Regions from separate parts of the Gossypium arboreum genome. Here region 2 is linked to region 1. The links are chromatin contacts, called in public Hi-C maps. All regions are on one chromosome and are shown on one strand. The core of a region is the stretch at or near the end of the contact, and the rest is flanking DNA. Distances in the headings are between cores, read along the strand shown. Region 1 holds the start of LOC108478348 (universal stress protein PHOS32). Region 2 holds the start of LOC108479856.

What was found. Hi-C and Micro-C count contacts between places; a contact is called where the count stands out from the background.
Region 2: a Hi-C map of leaf shows a contact between it and region 1, with 2.1 times the contacts expected there. The contact joins the promoter of LOC108479856 here to the promoter of LOC108478348 in region 1. A contact is called at or near these places in 2 of 5 Hi-C or Micro-C datasets (both in leaf).

The regions. Positions count from the first base shown.
Region 1 is chr12:4,397,447-4,403,327 of ASM2569848v2, reverse strand. It overlaps LOC108478348 (universal stress protein PHOS32), which reads left to right and starts at 1,290. Exons shown (of 5, transcript XM_017780799.2): 1 at 1,290-1,714; 2 at 1,803-1,882; 3 at 2,634-2,752; 4 at 2,956-3,032; 5 at 3,130-3,395. The coding sequence starts at 1,483. The coding sequence ends at 3,155.
Region 2 is chr12:4,549,650-4,556,236 of ASM2569848v2, reverse strand. LOC108479856 reads right to left here and starts at 1,969. Exons shown (of 4, transcript XM_017782679.2): 1 at 1,586-1,969; 2 at 1-543. The coding sequence starts at 488.

The DNA of each region.
Region 1 (5,881 bases), core at 41-2,540:
CAAATGCCTCTAAAATAGTAGCAAAATTAACAATAAAAAGTTATATAATATCAAAACAATGACAACAAAATAGTAGCAATATAATATCGAAATGGCAACAAAACAATAGCAAACAACAATAGAAAAGAAAGTATAAGCTGATTCGAGTCGAGCCCGGGCCAAAAAATCCTACCAGGCCCTAGCTCGTTTAAAAAATAGGCATTTTTTGTCCAAGCCCATTTTTTGGGCCTACATTTTTGTCGAAACCCTCCCACTTTTCGAGCAGGCCTTCGGGCCTAGGAGGGTGGTCTAACCCATGATCAGATCTAATTTGGACTATAAACTCAAATATTATAAGGTTGATGCTAATTATGAAAATAGAAAAGGTTCTCTTGCACGATATCGTGAGGTTTGATACCATTCGAGAAAATGGCGTCAGACACAAACACCATAGACAACTCACAAACTCTTTAATTTTAGACATTCAAGGTTTCGAAATGTAATTGATAAGACAATTGTTGCTTTAAAAAACATTTCTCATATTAATATCACCTTAGTATAACATAAGAATCAATGTTGGATCGTACTAACATGTTGCATATTTCATAACTACAACCATAGAGGGAATTGAGATGATCCATACTTCATAGAGTACATGGAAGAAAGAGGTCTTGATAATTTTAATGATGCGGATTCAAATTTAGATGATGATAAACTTGGTTAAGGACCAAAATATAATGATAAGAAGTATATGTTAAATATTAAAGAGGAATAACTCAATAAACATGCACCATAGCAATTAGATAAAATTGTATATAATATTTACTTTTCTTGTTATTTTTATTAGTTATCGATTATCAACTTTTTTTATACTAACATAACATATAACTTTTGTTACTTGTTTAAAATTGTTTTTTTCACATAATAATTTTTATAATAATTAATATTTTAAAAATATAAATACTATAACTTTGTAATTATAACTTGTACTATCAAATATTATATGAGAAATTATGATGTAATTACACTCTATTAGTCAAACACGACTAAAAATTATAATTCTTCATAATTACAAAAGATTACACTTAATACCTTAATAATTACAAAAAAAAAGAATTTAATTAATATACTAATAATTATACTTTCATCCAATTAATCTACCCTCAAAACATGCCGTAAATATATTGTAATCTTTAAATTCTACTAATTTAATCAAAAGAGTAAATTAAATAGTCAAGGGAAGCATGGGTGGGACCAAACTACTTTCTTACTGAAAAAACCTGCCTAATCTATGACTAGTCGACACGACACGGTTTCAAAATTGAAACACGTAATTCATGCGCCTGTCTATGGCGGCTACAATTCAAAAGTTCGGTCTCGTATTTCAATTCATCATCTTCCAACAACGAAACTCTAGCAAATCAAACAAAATCCTGGAAAACCCGAATTCAGAAACGAAAACAAGATTTCTATTTTCTTTCATTTTGGGAATTAATCAACGAAATGGAGACGGTGATGGAAGATGAAGAGTACAATTACAGAGAAGTAATTTTGCCTTCGCTGGTCCCAGTAGTCCCAGAGCCAGCACTAGAGAGGGAAACAGGGGAGAGAAGGAGAGGCAGAGATATACTCATTGCTATTGATCACGGCCCCAAGAGCAAACACGCCTTTGATTGGGCTCTTATTCACTTCCTCAGGCTTGCTGATACCATCCATCTTGTCCATGCTGTTTCCAGTTATAACTTATGTCATAGAAATAATCGATTTCTAGATTATTAGCTTACTTATTTCTCAAATTTTTTCTGGGTTTTTTTTCTTTATAGGTGTCAGAAACGATGTGGTTTATGAAATTAGTCAAGCTCTTATGGAGAAGTTAGCGGTCGAGGCTTTTGAGGTTACCATGGTTAGTTCTTCATCTTTTATTATCATTTGCGTCATTAGTATGGAATTGTTATTGCGAGATCATTATGTCTGTTGTGTGGACATTTTAAATTAGGTTGATTATTGATCCATCTATTGTTGTGTCTATTATTTCCATAGATGAGTACATTGATATATGTGGATTACTGACAATTTCCATGGGATCAATTGTAATATCTACATATGTTTAGGTGCATAATGCGAAATAGAGGTTGGTTAGTTTCATTTCTAGAACTTTTAATAACATTTATAGGGTACGTCCAAACTTCAAATATAAATCAACAATATTGACCAACTAAAATCTTGAACCATGATTTGATCTTCTATTTGCACCTAAAGTTTTAAATTGATCAATGTCAGTGTCGTCAATGGTGCAAGGAATAAACCCTCCAAGGCGCAAAAAGTGCATGGTCTTTTTTTTTTTGGTATATATGTATAAAAGAACCCTCGTTGGTCCATAGCCCTTCGAATATTCTGTCAAATGTCAAGATGGTTCACTGTTTTAGCTATTTAAAGGTTTAAGATGATCAATATGAACAGATTGTTTTTAATTTTTCAACGGGATATGCTAGTTAGAGTACACAATTATCTGTTGCTTTTGGCATTTATACATTATAATTGAATTAAACTTTAGGGTAGTGTTTCCTTTGCATGCCCCTAGTTCCAATATAGCTTTGAGAGTCAAAATTATTTGGTGTTTGGATTTTCTGAAATTTATAGTTTCTTCGAATTAGGTGAGGACTAAAGCTCGAATAGTCGAAGGGGATGCCGGTAAGGTAATTTGCAAGGAAGCAGAGAGGTTGAAGCCAGCAGCAGTGGTTATGGGAACTCGTGGTAGAAGCTTAATTCAAAGGTCTGATTTAATCCTCAATTTCATGTTACATCTTTCTATATAGATGTCACTTTTCTGAATGTTCTTATGTTTAACACCTGTGTTGGACTTATATCTACACATGAGTATGTAGCTATGCCTTAAGATATCCTCCAAATACATGGAAAAACTAAATGACTCCATTATTCCCTTGCTCTTCCCTCATCATATTCATACCTTTGCAGTGTATTTCAAGGAAGTGTAAGCGAGTATTGCTTCCACAACTGCAAATCCGCACCCGTAATAATCGTACCTGGGAAAGGTACTAACCCTAACCAATAGAGACCACTAGTTCTATTTCATTTGTATTCCTTGGAAACTTTGAATGATTCACACATTCTGTTTTTATAACTCGGCAGAAGCTGGAGATGAATCACTGATATAGTGGCAAAGGCAATGGTTAACTTGAGAAACCATTAGTCATGGAATCAATTTGTTTGCTTGTAGCACTGTATGTAAAGATAGATTGCTTGGTTGTTTATCTGAATGTTTGCATGTTATGGCTGTGTTGCTTCAGAGCCTCTTATCTAGTGTTACCATACGATATATTGTGTGTAATTTTATCGGTATTTGGTATTTTGATTTTTATTTCCCGAATTTATGCATCCGAAGTTGTCATCAAGAATTACCGACCGCCTGAACCGGACTTCAAAAGGTACCTTAGCTTTCACAGCAAATTCATATTTCTACAATGGCAATCTAAGACTAAAGTTGCCTTGACTATCTGATGGTAATCTTTGCCTAGTCTAAAATTTCAACTTTGCAATATGCATTCATTGAATTTGGCCCTATATCTGCATTGTAACAAAAAAAAAGAAGCAGCTATTTTCTAAAAATCTAAGCAGATTCAGTGATATTAAAGAAAACATCACTTTCAAAAAAGCTTCAATTATATCTGAAACTTGTGTGGAGTGAGAGGCTGTGATTGGTTGATAAAGGTGTCCCGGAGTTGAAGCAACTTCTTGTGAACAAAAATTGAGGGTTCATATCTCATGGTCCTACCCTTAATATTCCTTTTTCAAAATCTGAAATGTTTTCAGTTTCTTTTTACACATATTACTAATACAAGATTCAAAGGGTGTAATGTTGATGTTGGTGAGGAATCTTGTTCAACATAAAGACACAAGAAGTGGGTTTATAGTTGATCCAAACATGAAATAGCCCAAAACGCAAGAGGGATGGACTTTTTATTGCCTTGGAAGTGCAGTTTAAAAGAAAAAAAGAAAAAATGGGTCCCAAGAAAGTGAAAAGGCAATCTATCATATTTCACCATCAACATATAACAAAGAGAATCAAAGAGATCTTGGCAGTGGATGATAAGAGGTCCACCCCCTTTCGCTATTTAACTTAAGGCTTGAAAATGAAGGAAAGGGTGAGAAGGCTATTCTGTGACTCTCAAAGAACAAGTAGATGTCAATGCCCGCCCTTCTATGGTCCCCCGCCTTCTCCTAATGCCCTTCTTTTTAATTGCAGCACTGATTATAAATTTTCCCACCTCTTTCTATAATTATACCTAATTTTCAGAAGCTTTTGCTTTGCTTGGCTTGGCTTGTAGTAATTCATTGGCTTCCTAACATGAAACTTGAAAATAAATTTTGGGTTGTTGCTGCACAAAGTAATGGATTGGAAGGTTACAAATTACAAATTACAAATTACAAATGCCCCTGCCATGATCAAAAGTGTGTCCTCCAACATATAGTATGTTGTTTCTTTCTTTTTTAATCAAATATTTGTGTCTAACAATCGTGTTTAATGTATATTCAAGGTCAAATTTTATTATTAGATTTTATATATTTTTTGTAATACATGTATTTTAATTTGATCAATTTTAGTTCATGTATTTTTGAATTTTAAAATTTTGATCTTGACCAAGGAATAGCAATTAAATCTTTTGGTTAAATTCTACCATTAATCATGTATTATGTGTAAAGTTATAAATTTAGTCTATATTCTCTAGATTATTCTTTTTTAAAAAAATTAAAATCTTATATAGGAAAAGAGAACAATAATAAACTAAGAAACATCTAAATCCCAAGCTAATAGGCATACTGTGCACCCTATCCTATGTCCAACTACATTGTTCTTATTTGTTATATATTTTCAAATTTCAAAATTTTAATCTTAATGTAAACAATAGTCTTAAATCTATTAATTAATTTTTGTGAGTAATATATGAAAATAGTAAGTTACATGACACTACACAAGCAATTATATATTTGCCACTTCAAAATTTAAAATAGCAAATTTAACTAAATGAATTTAACAGCTTTGATTAGAATTAAAACTGTTAAAATTCTAGAAATACAATGACTTAAAATAATCAAATTAAAGAATAAAACCGTAATTTACATGTAATACATATGGATTGATAACAAAAATTTAACCTATACTCAAACATGAAAATTAAGGGTAAGACCAGGCTCGGTCTTGGGGATTGTTTGAGAGTGCAGCTGTCAAGGGCCCAGTGCTAAAAGGGTCTAAAAAAATTTATTTTTTTTCAGCTTTTAACATGAGAAATATTTTTTTTTTTAAATTTTTCACCATAAATGCTTCATCTACTAGGGCCCCAAATGCATTACAATTTTCACCATAAATGTATTACATTTTATAACTTTTTTAAAAGAGAACCAATTTATTATTTCGTCTAAGTATGACCTTAAACGTCTTCCAACTAGGGTGTAAATAATATAGAGATAAAAATTATATAAACAATAATTGTTGGTTGAGGTTGTAGTAATGTGTAAAAATACAAATTCAAATGTGGAAAAAACATTCATTCAAATATAAGAAGATAAAAGGGGGGATGAAGTTGGAAATAGTAATGATACAGGGTGCTAGGGGAGTTTAGATATAAATAAAGTTGACAATGAAGTTGCCCCCTTTTTGTTGCTTTGATCACCCACACGACACCAGCAGTTAATGTTCATCTACAATTTGCATAACATATTTCTCCACATTTATCCATTGTTATATCAAACTTTTAGGTTTTATTTTATTACTTTGTTGTCGTGCGCTGGTTTTAGTAAGACGGTTATATTATCATCACTTTATACTAATAGACAAATGAGAAAAAAATCAAAACAATTATTAATTTATTTATAGTGTTTTATT
Region 2 (6,587 bases), core at 720-3,219, 150 kb before region 1:
CACTCACTTCTACCCAACCCAATAGAATTATGGCCATCATTGAGATCAATTTGATACTTCACTGCCTCACCGCCAGATGAAGTACCTGCATCATTCTTAGAAGACATGGCATTCTCCCTATTCCCTAAATTGCTGAACAGTGGAAGAGGCTGTCCATCTAAAATTTCTTTCCCCGACTTCATTGAAACCATTCTCAGACGCTTCTTCAAGGTGTCATCTGTTCTGTCTTCAGAAACGTCTCTAAATCCTTGAGAATAGTTTGAAATATTCGCTGCAATTTCAGTCCTAGAAAGCAAAGGATGCTTCTTAAAATCTTCGTGATCATCTTTTTTCGGTCCAGGGGAGTGCAGTAAATGACTGCGAACCTCAGTGGATGGTTTGTGCCTTGCATGTTTCCAGTGATCCATCCAAGCAGCTTGGTAATGATTCATAGATTTCCTAGCTGTTCCATCACTATCAGAATCTGATTTTGCAACACGATCAGACATGATATGATCAATTCTATTTTAATTTCAGAAGTCTCAGAGGCTCATTGCACCTTAACTGAAAAAAAAAATCAGCAAACACCATTAAACATAATATCCATTAGGTTCCAAAACAAAATTCAAAGAAATTAGAAATCAGAAATTAAAAAACAAAAGAAAATCCAAATCTAATGCTCATAAAGGCCAGTAAATGGAGCTTAGTGGAATTGAAGGATCAACAAATTATATGCGTAACTAATTACCCAATTTCAACCCATAAAGCAGGGAACCTCAGACGTGTAAATTAGAAACCTTAAGGTTGAAGCAGCCAAAGAGTTCTTTGATTGCACTAGTTAAACCCTTATGATCAATCCAGGCTCCCAAAGTTACAACGTTTGGTCCCTCCTACGAATTTTAAACTGGATAGCACGATCCCACATATACTATAAAAGCGATATATTTTACAAAATCAAGCAATCCGTAGTTAAATTTCCAAAAAGGTTGATTTTAGCATATTCTTGTTTGATTGTTCCTAGTAGGAAGATAAATTTAGGATTATTATTAATTTTCTTGTTTAGAACCTATATATTAGGCATTGATCTTTTCTCCATTGGTATTGAAAGTTCTTCTAAATATTTAATTATTATTTTGTTCTGTATCCAAAAAACATATATTATTTTCGTTAAAAACTAACTTAATTACCAATAAACAAATATTTAATTATCTATTAGAAAGGACGTTTCACATTGTAACGTAACGTATTTATAATAAATAAAGAAGTACGTTTGGATTCTGGAGTTCATTCCATGAACCGAATCTATCCTTTTCAAATAAAGAAGAAAAAGAACAGCACAAAAAAGACTACTTACTCATCCTTTCCCTTATTTTATATTTCATCGCTACTAATAAAACGGATTGTACTGTTCCGTAAGCAAAATTAGAGAAACATAACTCATAAACTACTCAAGCAGAGCAGGTAGTAAAAAATCGGAAGAAGTCGAAACGAGTAAACAAGCTCCATGCACCAACTAAACAACAACCGAAGATGCTAAAAGAAAGCAGTATTGAAGCGAGCAAGCAATAAAGAGTAAAAATTAAGTCAAAACCGCGTAAGAACTCACCTCAAAAGGCTGAGAAAGAGGAATCAAGAGTTCATGAAGAAAAGAAAGAAGGAAGATGAAGGAGAAGAGAAAGAGTGAAGCACAGATCCATGGAGAATATAAGATCAGAAAATAAGGAAAAATGTATAGTTAAATTGGGGAATTTTGAGAATTTGTGGACGGTGGAAGAGATAGAAAAAGGGGGAGGGGGGAATGAAGGACGGGATGTAATTGGTGAAAGAAGGAAAGAAATGAAAGGAAAAAGAAGGCATCTTAGGAAGCCGAGAGCCACATTTTCACGTGTCTTTAGCGAGTCGAGCCGATGAAATTTGGGAGCTGAATTAAACCAGGGTCCCACACACCTGCACTTTTCTATTCATATATTTTTAATGAGTTTTTACTTTTTGACGCGAATTATGGTTGTAATGAAAATGCTAATTTATTAATTCAATTGCACCATGCTGTCCTATCTATATGACACAAGCAAAAGATATGTATTTTAATGATATGACAACGAAAATAAATTTAGAGTGAAGCCAAAAATTCTTTTAGAGATCTCATAAAATTTTAATTTTTATGGTTTATATTTTTATAATTTGTAAAAGATTAAGTTAAATTTTTATAATTTTAGGACGGGTTAAAATATAATTTTATTTTTATTAATTTAAAATTTTAAAAAATATAAAGTCTTAAAATAAAATTTTTCATTTTAAGAGGCCCGCCCATACCAGCCCTCCTTGACTACGCCTGAATAAATTTAATCAAATTTTAATATAAATTAACATTCTAATTAGCATTTTAATTTGAATTTAGAATTCTAATACAAAGTTGATTCATTTTCTTGATTTTGAAATTTACCAAATTTAACAATATTTGTTTTTTTCGAAATCTATGTTTTTTAATTGGCTCTTAGGAAATTTGGACCCACAGTAATATTGCATCCTTTTGAGTTGCACCAACTTATGATATTATATATATGATTTCTCTGTGTAAAGGTATATAGTCCAAAACCTTTTTACATGTTGGCTCCGAAATATTTTCTTCCCTTTCAAAATATCTTTATTTGTCAAGAATAATAAAAAAAATCCCCAAAGGTCTCGCATCATTAGACCAGAGTTGGAGGGTTTGGGTTTAAACCAAAAAATTTTAAACGACTCGTTTTTTAAACAGATTGAGTTTTGAGACTTAAATTTACAAAAAATATTACTTTTTTGCTGCTATTTTGTCATTATTTTATTGGCGTTTCGTTATCATTTTGTTATTATTATTTGAATATAATATAACTTTTATTTTATTATTAATTTTGTTATTATTTTAAATGTATTTACTTGTTAAGTTGTACTTATATTAGTGTTATTTAAGTGTAAATAATTTTTAATTTAATTTCAATTTGTTGGAAAATATTTATTTTAATATTTTTAGTGTATTTAATGTATTATATATTTTAATTTTTATATAAAAATAATATAAAAATTAATACGGATAAGTCGAACTGGGCTTAAGTTTTAGTGTCTTTTGTTTGAACCGGACCCGAACCTAGAAAACAAACATAAAATTCTATTGAAGCCCGATCCATAATCACTTCTACACATCATATATGATATATATTAATAAATACATTTATAAATGATCATTAAATAAAACAAAATAAAGTAAGAACCCTTCTATCCTCTCTTGCAAGTTTATTTCATAAGTTGAGAAGCTCTCAGGTTAATCTTAAAACAATCAAATAGTTTAAAATAATTTTAATTCGATTAATCTACAACAATTTTATTCAAATTCAAATAACATTTAAAATATATAATCAATTTAATTATTTTTGTTTTCAATTACTAATCAAGTGGTGAATTGTGACAAAGCACAATCAACCTAATTAGGAATCTAACCAATAAATAAATACAATATTTAACTTACGATAACATTAAAAATGAGAGTGATCTAATTTTAACCAACAAATTCAATTTATTTAAGCTAAATTACTCATCCATACCACAAAATTATATATATTACCACATACACAATTATGAAGTGGGTCATAAGTATTAGAATGAATTAAACAATTACAAATTTAATTATTCTAATTGATGACAATTATTTTAAGTTATCAAATAACAGTCGAATATTTAATAAACATGAATAATTGTAATTCAAACTGAAGATGTGAAAATACTAAAGAATTAAGAAGGACTAAGAACAAATTAGATCTCACGAATTTACAAGATCAAACTTCAAAAATCCTTTAACTAGGGAGTTTAGTATGCCATAAAGTTGAAGAACACAATAAACAAATAGATAGCAATAAAGTCAGAAAATAGCCAAAAGTCCCTACCTTCCTCTAAAAAAATCTTGTATATATTGCCTAAATAACCTAAATTAGGTTACAAGAGCTTGCTTGAAGTTGTAGATCTCATAAAGGACCAAAATGACCTTACACTCAACTTGTGATGCACGCTCCGTTTCTTTTCCGACGATCCTCAGACTTTAACTTTAAGCTCTAATGAATCTAACCCAACTCACAAAAAACCTAAATAATTATCAACTACTAAAATCAGTTAAAAATTAAACATAATTAAATAAAAACTTAAACATATGCAAATGAGACATTAATCATGCAAAAATAAGCTAAGATGCAATATTTCATTTAAGAATCAAATGAAAGGCTAAGTATAAGGACTAAAACATATATAAAAAAAACTGGAGCACTTATTGATGCAAATGGGTGTTGATATAATTAATTAATTAAATTATTTTTTCTCAAGGTTGTGGATCCTAAAAGTTTTAAAGTAATTAGTTCATGACTATCATCTAGACGTAAAATTTTTTATTTATATTTCTTAGAAGATCTTGTTAGCCAAAAATGACTTAAGAAATTATGTAGCGGAAATCAAAATAGAGTCCTCGAAGAAGGAATACTGCAAATTATCATACCTTTTTAAGGAACAAGTGCGTTTTGATCAGGTACGTATTTGATGAGTATTTGAATTTCGTTTGATGTGAAACTTTTAGTTTTCATATGACTAAAGTGCTAAACATCATAGAAAAAAGTTGGGTCTTAAATACAATATTAGGTTTTAGGAAATATCAAATGTCAAATTCCCTAGGGTTTCTGGAAGTTGATTTGTAAGATTGAGGCTATTGTTTTTGTTTTCAACTCTTCTTTTAATAACAATCTTCAACTCTATGAATTGGACTTGTTGAGTAAGATTTTGTCATGTTGTATTAAAGGAAACACAAGGGGTATTTATATATATCCTTACTGCTACTATTACAGCTCACAATAGGGCCCACTGTTTTATCTTAGCTTTTGGGCCGGGGGCATTGATATTCCTTGTCCCTGGTGCTAACATTCTCTGGGCCTCCTTTGGCTTATTGGACACTTACATGTGGAGCATTTGGTCCTTTTTGACCCTAGGACTGACTCTCCTAGTGAATCTTGCACCTGTCAGTCATGAGCGAGGGTCCTCTTCACAGATACAGCTCACAACCTAGCCCTTGCGAGGTTTACGCGAGCTCTCCCACAAGAGCTATCTTTACAAACATCTTGCATTCCTGCAAGGTCCTTAGCTAACTGTGACTATAGGCAAACATTCTTATTTCAGGTCAGGTTTATCCGGGTCAGAGGTCCATATCCCATCGGTCATTTCGACTATTGGTTCCCAAATCCTAACAGGACTATTCATATGGATTATTAAAGTTTTTAAAATTTGGATTTAAATTCGAGAATCATAAGCTTTGGTGAAACCTTAAGTTAAGGTTCCAACATTCATTGTAAGGTTTAGGGAAGTTCAAAAGTCGACAACTTTATCATTTGAGTCCAACCATTTTCCATAAACATTTGATTTATGAAGAAAATGGGTTTTTATGAAGGTATAGAAGGGTTCATTGGGATTGGTGATAGCATGGTCCACATATGAGGAATGTTAAAAACCTAAAATATGTTTTGGTGAAACTTTGTAAACTAATTTGCAATTTTTGCTTTTCTTGGATAAAACATGGAACCATGACCAATCCTTTTTGGTTTGATAATTTTAATTATTTGATATGTTTGAATAATTGAATGGATGATGAAATCAAAATAAGTATGCCATGCATGTATGATAATATGTTATACATATGGAAGAGAATGCCAATTAATTATATCAATAAAAGGTTTCTAAATAAAGTCAATGACCTCCATTAATGGTGTAACAGTCCAAACCTAGCCCGAAAGTCTTGTTAGATCTGAAGTATCACAGTGGTTGCCAAAGTGACTATTCAATCAATTATTTAGTTATACACATTGAAAACAAATAGGTTATTAACAATTATGTTGAGTAATATTTTCTCACGTTGTATTAAAGGAAACACAAGGGGGTATTTATACACATCCTTACTGCTATTATTATAGCTCACAATAGGGCCCACTGTTTTGTCTTGGCCTTTGGGCCAAGGGCACTGACATTCCTTGTGGTGCTAACATTCCTTGGGCCTTATTTGGCTTATTGAATGCTTGCCTATGGAGCACGCGATCCTTTCTGACCTTGGGACTGGCTCTCCTAGCGAACCTCGCACCTGTCAGTCATGAGTGAGGGTATTCTTCACAGATATGGCTTGTGACCTCACCCCTTCGAGGTTTACTCGAACTCCCTCTTGCGACCTTATTTGTATGAGGCTTATACGAGCTTTCCCACACGAAATATCTCTACGAACATCTTACATTCCTGCGAGGTCCTTAGTTGACTATGCTTGCAGACGAACATTCTTCTTTCGAGTCGGATTTATCCGGGTCGGAGGTCCATATCCCATCAATCATTTCGACTATTGGTTCCCAAATCCTAACAGGACTATTCATATGGATTATTAAAGTTTTTTAAATTTGGATTTAAATTCGAGAATCATAAGCTTTAGTGAAACCTTAAATTAAGGTTCCAACATTGATTGTAAGGTTTAAGGAAGTTCAAAAGTCGACAAATCTATCATTTGAGTCCAATCATTTTCCATAAACATTTGATTTATGATGAAAATGGGTTTTTATGAAAGTATG